Linked DNA regions of Sus scrofa: region 1 is linked to region 2. The links are chromatin contacts, called in public HiChIP or PLAC-seq maps. All regions are on one chromosome and are shown on one strand. The core of a region is the stretch at or near the end of the contact, and the rest is flanking DNA. Distances in the headings are between cores, read along the strand shown. Region 1 has its middle 100 kb from the start of SGK1. Region 2 has its middle 31 kb from the start of ALDH8A1.

What was found. HiChIP or PLAC-seq counts read pairs in DNA pulled down with a chosen protein or histone mark.
Region 1: an H3K27ac HiChIP or PLAC-seq map of alveolar macrophages shows a contact between it and region 2. The contact joins two enhancer-like sites. A contact is called at or near these places in 1 of 47 Hi-C or Micro-C datasets (embryonic fibroblasts) and 1 of 2 datasets of contacts at active chromatin or transcription factors (alveolar macrophages).

What each region holds. Positions count from the first base shown.
Region 1 is chr1:29,644,607-29,651,822 of Sscrofa11.1, reverse strand. It overlaps a transcript of SGK1 not described here. Among named protein-coding and RNA genes, the nearest start is that of SGK1, 100 kb to the left of the region's middle. Within about 2 kb of position 2,127, at least 4 of the 83 cell types and tissues checked have an H3K27ac peak or open chromatin away from gene starts, as enhancers often do. A contact at or near this core is called in alveolar macrophages, where this site is marked.
Region 2 is chr1:29,087,966-29,094,875 of Sscrofa11.1, reverse strand. No RefSeq gene overlaps it. Among named protein-coding and RNA genes, the nearest start is that of ALDH8A1, 31 kb to the right of the region's middle. Within about 2 kb of position 5,020, at least 9 of the 83 cell types and tissues checked have an H3K27ac peak or open chromatin away from gene starts, as enhancers often do. A contact at or near this core is called in alveolar macrophages, where this site is marked.

The DNA.
Region 1 (7,216 bases), core at 878-3,377, 560 kb before region 2:
ACCCGTTGAGCGAGGCCAGGAATCAAACCTGCGTCCTCACAGATGCTAGTCAGATTCATTTCCACTGGGCCATGATAGGAACTCCTAATTTTTGTTTCTTACTTCTCTTTTTTTCTTCCAGATTGAGAGTTAGAACTAAGAACTCAGACATCCGTGACGTTGCTTTCTTATATATGCCACCTCTCCTCCACCCAGGTGATGCCACAATTGTCTTTTCATCGTCATCACATCATCATCATCAGATGCTATACCTCCAGAAACAGTAATTGAGAGGATTAAAGAAGTTAATTTTCATGAAAAGACTTTGTAAACCATAAAGGCTTATACAAATGTACCTTATTATTAAAGACTACATTGTTTTGCCATGAGACTGTCATACTGGCTACCAAATACACTAAAATCCAAATGGTTGACTGAGGTTGTTTTTGTTTGTTTTCATCAAATTTTGGCACCATATATTATCAGAGACTCTGTAAAATGTAATAATTTAAGAGTATGTAACATCTGAGGTTACAGAACCTGGGTTTGATGTTTCTTCCCCATTCTAGACTCATAAATGTTCAGCTCCCAGTGAAATAAACACCTTATTTCAGTAAAAATGGAGTCAAATTTCTACCAATGATTCCATCAATAATATCCCAATACACTAAAAAAAGCAGTTTTCTATTACTGAAGGCCTATTGTGTTCCAGGCCCTTGAAATTATCATTTCTTATACATATTACCCCATAAGGCCAGCATCATCACTATTATACAGATAAAAAATACTGTGGCTCAGAGAAGTCACTTGATTTACCTAAAGTCACACAGCAATTAAGATGCAGTATCTAGGTCTGAGTTTTTTTCTGAGTCCTATGTACCATCTCCTGCTGCTTCTCCATAGAAGGTGCTGGGTCTCAACAACAAATGTACAAACACATTTTTATCCTAGCGCCTGTCATATACAGCGTGCTTGGCATAATTAAATAAATTATTTCTAACAAAAGTTCTTTGGGTTTACCCAAATTTATTGAGAAATTAACAGAAACAACATTCACATAAACACATATAATACTTGGTATATTAGAGAGAAGTTTCCTAGTTCTGAGTGTGAGCTACACCCTCTGCTCCTTTTGAGAAAACCCGATAATATAAATTTGTCTTACTGGACACAATCGATTGAATCAAAACTAGGCCCTGGCATGGAGGCAGCCTGCCATAGGCAGCCATTATCCTATCAGAGGTGCTAGGATGAGAATTCTTTGGGTACCAAATCTTTGATAGCAACCTGACCACCTTTGGAGGGGAGTTTGCCTGGAGACATTGAGAGAGACCCCTTGGTCAGGAGCAGGATGAAGGCTGAGGTGAACATAGTGAGCAGCAGGCATTTGAAGGAATGAGGAGACATGGTTTGGTTCAAGCAGAAGCTCCTATGGGAGACGGAGAGAAACTGAGCCTAGAGAGAAGTCTAAAATCCACTATGTTTAAAATAGTTAAATGCCTATGTTTCTAGGCATAAAACACATTATCCTTGCAATCGGTTTTTCAAATCAGCAAAGAGGTGTTCCCAACCATTTTAGGATGAAAAATACATTTGTTCATCCCCAATGGCCCCTTAACAAGAGGGAGAATGCGCACGCAGGTGGTCACGGGGGAGCCTCCGTGAACTGTAAGGAAAACTGCTCTAAACCAGAAACCAGCCAAAACAAAAGAATCCATAAAATTAACAGATGTAGTACTGGGGAGTCCTAAATACTTTTTTCCGCCCCCCTCATACCAGAAATGCTTGGTATCCCTAATCTTTTTTTTCCTGTTATATTTTCTATGCTCTTAATAATTTTCCTCGGTCTACGTCGCATCATTAAAGAAACTCGTCACCCCTAGAAAATGTCCGTAGGAAGGAAACCACATTTCACTCCATCACTCCTAAACCATCACTCCTAATACCCAGAGTCAGTAGAGCTATAGCAACAGATGTGAAAATACGCATAGCAACTACAAAGGCTCTTTTAATGTCAGTTTAATTTAAACCTTAACCACAGGTTTTTTCCACAGATACAGCGAGAAACCACAAGGATCCTCTTGCCTTAATGCTCCTTCCACACGCTGCACTAAAAGTTCTTGTTTTGGAAACAGAGAAACCTTCTGAATCAGCCGTCATGACCCACTGTGTGTGCCATGGTCATACCCCATGGGCTGTCCATCAGCTGTCTCAGGGCCAAGGGAAAGCCTGGCCCTTCCCCCACTCATTCTTTTTTGCCGTGGAGTCCTGGCTACATATCTCAGATGGAGAGTAGGCAGCATACTAAAAATTGCAAAGTACTTTTTAAAAATGCTTTAGAGAATGGCCATGAATTTAAATGATATTTACTGAGGCTTTACTATGGACAAGCCAGTGTGTTGCTTAGGGGGATAAACAGATGCATAATTGAATAGATATTTCACTATTCAGGAAGTGTATCGTCTAGAAGAGCATTGTTCACTAGAAATATAATGTGAACCACAGAAGTAATTTAAAATGTTCCACTAGCCACATTAACTAACGTAAAAGGAAAGAGGAAATTTATTTCAATAATATAATTATTTTATCCCATATATCCAAATGTTATCATTTCAAAATGTACTCAATATGAAACTATCAATGAGGTATTTTATCTTCTTTTTAGTTTTTTTCATAAAAGTCTTTGACCTCTGGGATGTACATTAACTTCCAACACATCTCAATTCAGACTAGTCACATTACGGGTGTTTAATAACCACATGTAGTTAGTAGCTACCATACCAGGACTTTTAGGTCTAATCCTTGGAGGAACTTTTCCACGGAAGAGATGCCATTTGAAATTGGTGTTCTGGATAACGGTTATGAGTTGGAGAGATGAAGAGAGTAGTTCACGCTTTAGAAACTGTAGAAGCACCAGCTTGGGGGAGGAAAATTGCAGGGAACTGCAGCTCTGTTCAATCAACAGAGTTTCCTTTTGTGCTGAAGACAGTGACACAACTCCTTAAGGAGGCCTATGAGGTTCTACTGAGTTTTTTCTTTTTTTTTTTCTTAACTTTACTCTCCAAACTCATCCCAGCTTTCAGGTTCTTTGCTCCAGCCACACAGTTTATATGCCTCCTCCCATAAATTCTCCACGTCTTCCCACCCGGATCTTTATGTAAGCAGTGTTCTGCCTGGAACTCGTCTGGTTTGGCTTATCATTGCTTCTAGCACCTAGCCTAGTGCTTAGTAAATACATAGGAATGAACAAATATGAGCAAGGGGGAGGGGAGGGACAGGAAAAGCGGCAGAAGGATGAGGAGGAGGAGAAGGGAAGGTGGGAAAGGTCTGATGGTGACATGTTGCTGAGGTCCTTGAATTTGTAATGAATTCTGGAGCAAGCCAGAGCCACACCTGTCACTTGCCTGTTAAATGTTTATCTGCAGCTCAGCCATATGTTGGACACTTTGGAGAGGAGACAGGCAGTGGAGAGCCTTGTTAGAAGCCCTTTGAAGGAGTCCAGATGAGAACTCTTCGGGTTTTGTACTATAGGAGAGTGGTGGTGGTGTATGCGTTGTTACAAATTATACCAAGAGAAGTTTCCGTCGTGTCTCAGTGGTTAATGAACCCAACTAGGTTTCAGGTTCCATCCCTGCCCTTGCTCAGTGGGTTAAGGATCTGGTGTTGCCTTGAGCTGTGGTGTAGGTCGCAGACTCGGCTTAGATCCCACATTGCTGTGGCTCTGGCGTAGGCTGATGGCTACAGCTCCAATTAGACCCCTAGCCTGGGAATCTCCACATGCCGAGGGAGCAGTGCTAGAAAAGGCAAAAAGCCAAAACAACAACAACAATAACAACAACAAAACCAAATTACACCAAGAGAGCAAATCATTTTGCACAAATTGTCCTCTTAGATGTGAAAAGACCTTTTGCCATTTCACAGATGAGGAAAGCAGGACTCAGATAAGTTAAATTACTTTTCTTTAATTATACCTTAGAGTTCATTATTCTGCACAAATGAATTTCATTATGAAAATAAAGCCCAGGAATCGACCGAATGTTACAGGAGAAGGGACTACTTTACACACATTCAATTAGGAGATACAGAAAAGGGGAGAAGAGGATGAAAAGTATCCCGACTGCATCTGAATTCTGAAAGAAATGACTTTTAAAGGTTTTTAACACTAGATATTACTGACCTTAAAACTCTGAAGCTAATCACGTATTTAGTCAAGGGCTCTGATTTAGCAGTCACTCAAATATTTCCATTTCTGAAGAATATTAGAAGTGCTACTGATATATCTTTACAATGATCAAAATGTCAAAGGAATGAGAAGCCATTTGATAGAACCGAAAAAGACCCAAAGAGGGAAGTTAACAGCAGCATCATGGTCATGGAAGCTTATTCTCTAAGTCATATGTCATCTTCATAATTAGAGAACTTGCTTGTTTCTAGGCTATGTTTTCAGCAAAACTCCATGTTTTTGGTCTGAGTGTTTGAAGGTGGTGAGAGGAAGGAGAGGCTATTTTTAACACTTGAAGAATTAAGCTTTGGCAATCTATACTTTAGGATCTAGACAATAAAGATGACTCATAATTTGCTGGTTTCCCATAAGCTGTAAAAGTCTCGCCATCATTTCATTGAGAAAGATTTGTAAGTTTTTAAAATCTTAATACAGTTACAACAAACGAAGATGACATTACTAAGGAGAAATATACTGAATATTTCATGAGGCTTTGCCAGTCACAGTGTCCCTAAGTGGCAGAACTTTTAGGTTAGAGGCAAAAGAGACTATTAGAAGGTCTGAATTTATTTATAAGTCAAACTGCCTTTAAAAAAATCATTATATGTGGAATCTAAAATCTGGCACAAATGAACATTTCTACCAAACAGAAACAGACTCACAGACATGGAGATCAGTCTTGCAGTTGCCAAGGAGGAGGAGGGAGGAAGTGGGATGGGGTGTTTGGGTTTAGTAGATGCAAACCATTACCTTTAAAATGGATAAGCGATGAGGTCCTCCTATAGCACAGGGAATGATATATAACCCCTGAGATAGAACATGATGGAAGATAGTGAGAAAAAGAATGTATATATATATATATATATGTTTGACTGTGTCACTGTGCTGTACAGCAGAAATTGACACAATACTATAAATCAACTATACTTTAGCAAAAATAAAACAAATTAAAAAAAATCATCTAGGCTGTATGGTTGACACTGCAAAGCCAAAACAGCTGGGATTGGATGGAAGTTTCACTTTACAATCAGTTGTTTTGATATTTTGTAGATCAAACTTCGATATCAAAACTTTAAACCTTAAAATTTGATGATACTTACTTTAATGAAATCGTGCATTTTAATAATAAAAAAATAGAAGCTGGATCAATTATTCAAAGATTAGAATGTGACTTGGACTCCCCATTGATTATTATTATTATTATTTTTTGTCTTTTTGCCTTTTCTAGGGCCGCTCCCGAGGCATATGGGGGTTCCCAGACTTGGGGTCGAATCGGAGCTGTTGCCACCGGCCTGCACCAGAGCCACAGCAATGCGGGATCCGAGCTGCATCTGCGACCTACACCACAGGTCATGGCAACGCCAGATCCTTAACCCACTGAGCAAGGCCAAAGATCGAACCCGCAACCTCATGTCTCCTAGTTGGATTTGTTAACCACTGCGCCATGATGGGAACACCTGATTATCTTTTTTGAGTTAAGGAAAGTAAATTGTATAAAGCCAAACTCAAGGAAGCATGGATATTAAGGTGATTTATGAGGACACTGAAGACATAAATCAGATATAATTATCTGATTTTCAAAAATGAATCATATGCACCTCCTCAAATCGTCTCATAATTCTTTGATGACGCGCAGTGGCAAAATGCTTATGTCAAACTGAAAAGTGGACGGGAAAAGATAAATGGTAGGTCCAAGTGACAATCTGAGTTGCCAAATATTCTTCCTGAGGATTTCACTCATGGACTGTATGCTTTTTCCAGAAGGTGCTGGAGGAATGAAAAGCATCCAAGTCTTGGAAATTTAGCAACTTGTATTACAAAAGTTCTGCTTTAGTACCCACGGATGATCAGATGAAAGATTTAGGGCTTTCTGAATCCTCTTCCAAACATGTGGTTTGGGTGCCTGTAGCTCAGGCCCTGAACAAAAACAGGTAAGAAATCCTACAGCCCTGAGGTCTGTCCCAGCCTCTTACCTCTCAGCCCTTCCTATTCCTCCTTCTCATCTTTATTTTTCTTTAGCACGTTTCCCATCTACTACAGCGTGCTTTACTTTTTAAATGTTGTAGTGAAATTTACATAACATAAAATTTACCATCTTAAACATCTCTAAGTGTGCAGTTCAGTTCTTCACATTGTTGTGCCATCACCACCACCCATCTCCAGACCAATCTTTAAATGTTGTAGTGAAATTTACATAACATAAAATTTACCATTTTAAACATCTCTAAGTGTGCAGTTCCGTTCTTCACATTGTTGTGCCATCACCACCACCCATCTCCAGACCAGTCTTTCAAAACTGAAAATCTGTACCCCATTAAAAAGTACCTCTTCATCCCTGACAGCCCCTCCCCCCAGCCTCTGGCACCCACCATTGGTACTCTCTGTCCCTGTGAATTTGACTACTCTAGATACCTTATACTACAGCAATCACACAGTAGTGTTCTTCTGTGACTGGAATATTTCACTTTCCAAACTTTGTTTATCGACTAGTTCCCTTCATGAGCCTGTAAGCATCTAGGTCAGGAATTACTTTCTATATAACCTCTGCCTTATTTCCAGGGCCTGGAAAATCCCAGGAACCTAGCAGATTCAGAATAAATGTTGGTATGAATGAATGGCCCAGGAAGGCATGCTGCTAAAATGTGGTGAGAATCACTCAGAGTTGAACAGAGAATAACTAAACACATCTATGGGTTGGGCACAGCGGATATAACAGGAATAAAGCCACTGGGCTCATTTTAAAGAGCTTATGTGTGTGTTAAGGGTCAAACGGTGAAACGATTGTTGAATCATAGTGAAATCAACCCATAACTGAGGGAAGTTCACTGCTAACGAAACAGACAGGAAGTTCTCCCAATCTGGGAGGATCAGGGAAGGCACTTTTAAGGGCTACCTTTCAATCCTGCCCTGAGGAATGAGAGTGTGTGTTGGCCAGGTCAAGAGTGAAGAGTTCAAGGTCAGAAGAACAGACTAAGGAAGGGGAATGACTACAGGGCCTCTTGACTTTTTGAGCCT
Region 2 (6,910 bases), core at 3,771-6,270:
AGTTCCCGCTGTGGTGAAGTGGGTTAAGAATCCAACTACAGCGGCTCAGGTGTCTGCAGAGGTGTGGGTTAGATCCCTGGCCCGGCACAGTGGGTTAAAGGATCTGGTATTGCTGCAGCTGTAGTGGAGGTAGCAACTCGGATTCAATCCCTGGCCTGGGAACATCCATATGCCACGGGTGCAGCCATTTAAAAAAAAAAAAAAAAAAAAGAAAAAAAGCGTGCTGTCAAAATCCTTTCATTACAAAGTTTGCGTGTGGGATTTCCACTATTGTCCCCATGGCACAGCAAGTGGGTTGGTTAAAAAGTTTCTTCAACATGCCCCGCTCCAGCTCAAAAAGGAAAACAAATGTGGTGACAGCAGCCTTGCCCTCATGTCAATACCTGAAAACCATGAAAAATAGCACCTGCTGGTTCTCCTGGGTGATGTGTTCAATGAAAAAAGCTTCCGTGAGGCCAAGGCAGGCTTCCGGGTCTGAACTGGATTTGGAGTGTGTCTGACAAATGGAGGGTGGGGTCTAGAGAGGACGCAGCTGAGGGGACATTCACCTACCAGCTGCCATCGCAGGTGGAATCACAGACCAAGACCCGGCCGCTGCTGGCAGTTGCTAGCTGTAGGGCAGACAGTGAATCTTCTAGAGAGACAAAGAGAGAAGGCCCTTCTCCCTGTCCCCATCCTCTTCCTCTCTTATTTTTACTCTGTCTTGGGCCATCCAATTTCCCCTCCTTCCCTTTTCTGTCTTCATCCTTTTTTTTCCATTTTTCGTCTTTTTCAGGGTGCACCCACGGCATATGGAAGTTCCCAGGCTAGGGTTCGAATCAGAGCTGTAACCACCGGCCTACAGCACAGCCACAGCAACATGGGATCCGACATGGGATCAAAGCGCAGTCTGCAACCTACACCACAGCTCACAGCAACACCAGATCCTTAACCCACTGAGCAAGGCCAGGGATCGAACCCACATCCTCAATGGATACTCGTGGGGTTTGTTACTGCTGAGCCACATTGGAACTCCCTGTCTTCATTCTCATTCTTCTTTCTCTGTTCCTCTTTCTCTTTCTTTTCATATTTTCTCCTTTTACCATGTCTCTTCCGGTTAATCCTCAACTCCAACCCTGGTATCTCTCTTAACTGGATATATGGAAATGAAGTCATTCTCAATCAATCTACGTCAGTGATTTCAATGCCTTAAAAGACTAGTTCCATGGGAATAAGTGGGATCTGTCCTTCCCTCCTAAAATTTTCAGTGAGTCCAAATGGTCATGGGCTGGCCACCTTGGGATCCGGAATCACCAGCACGAGGAGGACACACCAAGCTCCACAAAGTCAGCACCACCTTGGTTCCTTGGTTGCCTGGGTGGCCAAGTATCAAAGTCTTTAGAATTTAATAACATGGAGGAGTTCCCTTGCAGCACAGTGGGTTAAGGATCCAGTGTTTTCACTGTAGCAGCTCAGATGGCTGCTATGGTGTGGGTTCAGTTCCTGGCTCTGGAACTTGCACATGCTGTGAGTGCAGCCAAAAAAAGAATTTAATAATACAGATTCCAAGCTCTATTCTTGATTGAGACAGTAAATTGGACATATATGGGAAATACTCCTTTTACTCCCAACATGTAGAATAGGTTGGTATACTGGGGAAATACACACACACACACACACACACACACACACACACGCACACACACACACACACACTGTATAATACAGCCAAATTCAAAAGAAAGGAAATCTTGACAATAAGACCTCCAAGGTCATAGCAGTGAAAAGGTATTTGGGCCAGGTAGCCCCCAAGTGTTTTGGGTGAAGCTATGTGTCTCTCAACTCTAGAGTTAAAGTTCCAAGCCCCTACTCAGCAAGTGGTTAGAGCTAAGCTCCCTGCATAAAGCCAAGAGTGAAAAATCCAAGCCCTATCCCTGATGAGTGACCAGAAAATTCTACAGCAAAATTCTAGCATTTCTTCCATAACTCTAATAACGGGTCCTCCCTGCAGGTATTAATCTATGTGGCTGACAGAACCAGAGGAATCTTGCAAGGAAGCCTGCTTTAATTCCGTATTTTGCATCTCATGTTAGCAAATAAGTAGTTAGCACAGACATAGGCCATTGGTGTCTAAAGCCAGATCTTTGGAATTTTGTGGGGAATCAATCATCCTTTTATTTGCCCAACCCTCTACTAGATAGGTCAGATATCCAACAGCACCCCTGATTGGTTTTTATGGATGTTAATTAACAGCTTCATTGTTAGCAGGTCATTTAGAGACACTCAGCTGCAAAGACAGGCTGCTTCACTGAAGTGGTGGATGGGTCTGAGCTTCCCACTAAGGCTGTGAGTCTTAGTGGAATAGTAGCTCTATAGGACGACTATTTCCTATCCTGTTCTAACTTTTCTTCTTGCTTTTCCACCTGCCTGGGAAAGCCGCCTCCAGAACACCACCCTAAGGAATCGGTGTTGTCCACTTACCATCCAACACGGCGTTTCCATCGCCTCAGGTAGTGATGCCTCCACGTATGTAGAATTTGATGAGTGTAAAAATACTTTCACAAGATAACCCAGTTCCTAGGAGATAGGACGGGGGTGGGGGGTGGGGTTTCATGGTTTCTAACTGCAAATGAAAAAAAAAAAAAGGCCAAGGAGGATTGGTGACTTGCTCACTGAAGAGCTGGGCTTGGGTCCTGGTTTCTGGTCCACTATACCAGGCATCCAGGTGGCTTCTCCTTCTGATGACATGACTTTCTATGATCCCTCTCTTGACACACTGACTTTGGCTAACCTGCACTCTCTCTTTTTTTAATCGTGGTAAAATATACATAACAAAATTTACCATTTCAACCCTTTTAAAGTGTACAGCGCCATAATACTAAGTACCTTTTCGTTGTTGTCCAACCTTCCGTACCAACCACCTCCAGAAATTTTTTCTCACCCCAAACTGAAACTCTGTACCCATTAAACAATTATTTCCCCACTTATTTCTCCCCCAGTCCCTGGTGACTACTGTTCTACTTCCTGTCTCAAGAAATTTGGTTATTCCAGGTACCTCACATACGTGGAATCAAACGCTATTTGCCCTTTTGCCTCTGGCTTCTGTCACTTTGCAAAGGTTTTCAAGATTCATTCATATTGTAACAATGACCAGAATTTCAAGCATTTTTAAGGCTGGGTAATATTCCATTGTACGTATGCACCACATCTTTAAAAACTTCATTCATCTGTTGAATATCCCTGAAAATCTTCCCCTTAAAAGAAAACACAGTTATAACCAGGAGAGACTGAAACCAAAGCACTCTAACATACATCAAATGTTAAACTTCTACAGCCACTTCCATAGCCTCTATTCTAGTTACAAGCATGACTTTTGGTCTCCTTAAAGCATGTATTCAATGTTCATTTTATATTATTTATCTACTTAGATACATGTGGACAGGATACAGAATGCAGGGAGTAGGGAGAAAGAAAAATAGAAGTTTGTGGTCACCTATTGGCCCTATAAGTGAACTTGAATTTCTTTAAAGAACCTACTTATCTTCACGTTTGTTTACTTTTATGTCAAACTTGGGCTTAATGGATAAGAATTTAATTATCAGTATTCAGTGGCTTTATAACTCCCTCCATCCTGGTCTCCTTCAATTAGTTGGCAGTCTTTGAAATGCATTTACAGAATGACCTATTTTCATAAGCATTCCATGGTGCCTATTGTACCAAACAGCCACAGCAATGCTCCTGTTTTCACCTACCAAAAAAAGTGCTATTCCTTTCCAAATATTCATTCATTCAACATATAATGATTACACACCTGAAATATACCAGGAACTAGTCTAGGTTCTAGGGACACAGCAGCCAAAAGGACAGACATGCTCTCTGTCTTCATGAGGCTTATTTTCTAGTGGGAGAGACCCAAAGTAATTAAATAATGAGGTAAACTCCGTAAAATTCTAACTCAACTTTGAAGAAGGATGTCACCCAGCCAGGGATGCAGAAAAGGCTTCCACTAGAAAGGGTGAGTGATGTGAGTTTTAAAAGCTAAGTAGACTAGGTAGGAGTTACTTAAGTGGATAGTGGGAGACTGACGGAGGAAGGGGTTTAGCAGAAGACTGGACAGCACAGACGGCAGTTCTGTACTTGAAGAGAGTCTGGCATCTCTGTCTCATGACAGAATAAATAAGTTCTCCCACTCCTTTTTTTTTTTTTTTTTTTTTTTTTTTTTTTTTTTTGTCTTTTTAGGGCTGCACCGGGAGCATATGAAGGTTTTCCCAGGCTAGGGATTGAATCAGAGCTGCTGCTGTTGGCCTAACCACAGCCACAGCAATATAGGATCTTAACCCACTGAGCAAGGCCAGGGATTGAACCTGCATCCTAATGCATCCCAGTCAGATTTTTTACCACTGAGCCACAACAGCAACTCCTCCCATTCATATTTTACCTAATAGTTTTCACATGTAAGTGCTATAATATACTGTATCTAATGCCGAACTAACAACAGCTCTGTTAGACCATTTCAGGTTTGGGCGTGATCCCAGGATCTGCAGCTCTCTTACTCTACCACCTTCCCATCTTACACACACACACACACACACACACACACACACACACCATCCATTTGAACTGCATACACGAGCTCAGCCCCACCAGGCTGAGCATCCCCCAGGCTGGGAAAGAAGGGATCAAAGGAGCTCCAGGCTCAAGTCAGTATGGAGGCTGATCTAACCCTGACCTTATGCCTTAGTTCTCATAGCCAGGTCTCTAAGATAAGATGATTTTACTCATAGGGCTAGTGACAGCTTCCCCTCTGGGTAACCTTTCTGGTGTTGGCATCACTGTCTGACACTGGGGTTCTTTCTTGCTCCTTCCTATTTCCCTTCTGGGAATCAGTGCCCCATCCCTGAATTCCAGCAGAGCTTTTCTGTCTACCAACACATTTCCTGAGGTCAGCTCTGCCTGCCAGAGTTTGGAAAGCTCTGCTGCTCTGTACTTCCCATTGTAATGTCTGCCCCTGGTAAGAACAGGCGCCCTCAGCTTCCAGCTGTTTGTCATGACTGCCCCCTCGTGGTCATCGCCACAATCATGCTCTCGCTTTTGACCTCAGCTCTGCTTCCTTCCCACTCCTTAAGCCCCTGCCCCACTCCTTAGCGAACACCCAGTGCAGGGTCCTTGCCCTTTCTAGTCTTCTACAGGTAGCCAGACCATTCCCTACCATACCAGACCTTGGGCTGGACTATACAGCAAAACTCTTCTTACCCCCTGGTCCAAGCACTTCTCAAGTCCTGTAACTAGTTAATAAAAGCAGCTAGGTTACCTGGGACTTGTGAACTTCGACTCAGGTATAAAAAATAATTCATGATTAGAGAAGATTTTCTTTTGTTCCTTAAGGAGCACAGCCATCCCCAGTAGGTATTTCCATGGCTGGTCAAGAAACGGGCCTCATGAAACCATCCTCGGCCTGATGAAACTCACACTGTCTACAGATTGACAGAGACCACAAGCCATAAACCAAGTGGCCAGGATCCATGATGATTAGATCAGGGCACACCGAGAGGTCTGAGCAGATCTCACACACTTCCATTCCCTGAGGTCTGCCAGGATTCCTGAGGGGACAGGCTACACATGTCCGCAGTACCCACCTGGCTCTCTCACCTCACGGCTCTCCCACCCCAGGGCACACAAGGCTGTAGAGCAATGAAAAGCATCAATTCTGCCGAGGAGCCTTTGTGCGGGGAACCAGCCAGCCCTTAAGAAAACCATAGTTCCCCAGCCACCTTCCTTCTCTGTACCCAGAGGGCACTTCAGCGTACATCAGCACACAGGCCAGGTCAATGCCAAGGACAACTACCCAGGCTGAAGGTTTCCTTTTTTTTTTCTGTCCCCACTCTTTGGCACACTTTGAAGATAAGAAGAGTGTCTCCTCATCTGTCCCAACTCCTTGCCATCAGCCAGAACAAAACCACTCAGCCGTTTCCTTGAAAACTGCACAGGTTGCAGAAAGGCCAAGTTCAGCAAAGGCGCCAGGGGACATTAGTTGTCACGCCACCTCACATGATGTCTCAGGAATCTGTAACCTAATACAAACCCCCATAATCTCAACATTTCATCTTACTTAGCAATGTTCAGTGTCAGAAATGCGTGTACAGATCACAGGGGAGCCCTGAGTACAAGCTGTTCCGACCGTATCAGAGAAATACCTCGGGGGGTAGGGGTGAGAATGTCTGATGATTCAGATATATTTTCAAAAAAAAATCCAGAGACCAGCACACAAATGAAATTACTCTGCACACCACACAAAAAATAAAAATGAAAAAGAATGAGGTATTTCACATTCCCACTCCCGGATAAGGTGCCCATACTGGCATCAAGCACACCAAGGCACTTTCCACTGCAGGCCTTCTGTTTGGTTCTAGAGAGAGGGTTTAATGACATTTGTAAGAAGAGCAACCACTAAACTCTTCAGCTTTGGTGAGCAGGTGTCACCAGGATAGGAAAATAAACAATTATGTCCCAACGCAGTGAAGCTCTGAAAACAAATGAAGATGAAAACTGTGGCCACAGTCCCTTCCCACCCCCGACTCCCACCACAGCTGGGAAGTGCAATTATTAATGTCATTCCTATGGGGCATCAGGGCCATAGAACTCAAAACCTCTGGCCAAGAAAGAGTTACCAGACCCTTTTCATCGCCCCACCTGTCTCCTTGTAATGCCCCCCCACCTTGAGCAACCTGGCCTACTCCTTCTTGCCCCCTACTAGTGGCCCACTCCTCACCCTGCCCCTATATGAGCCTTATATGCCCCAACCAACTAGCGGGCATATCAGAAAACCTGTATCAGAAAACCCTCTTTCCCCAACCAATCAACAGGTCAGCAGGTGTATCATGAGACCTCTCCTCTCTCCCTGGGCTATAAAAACAGATATGACTGAGCTCAG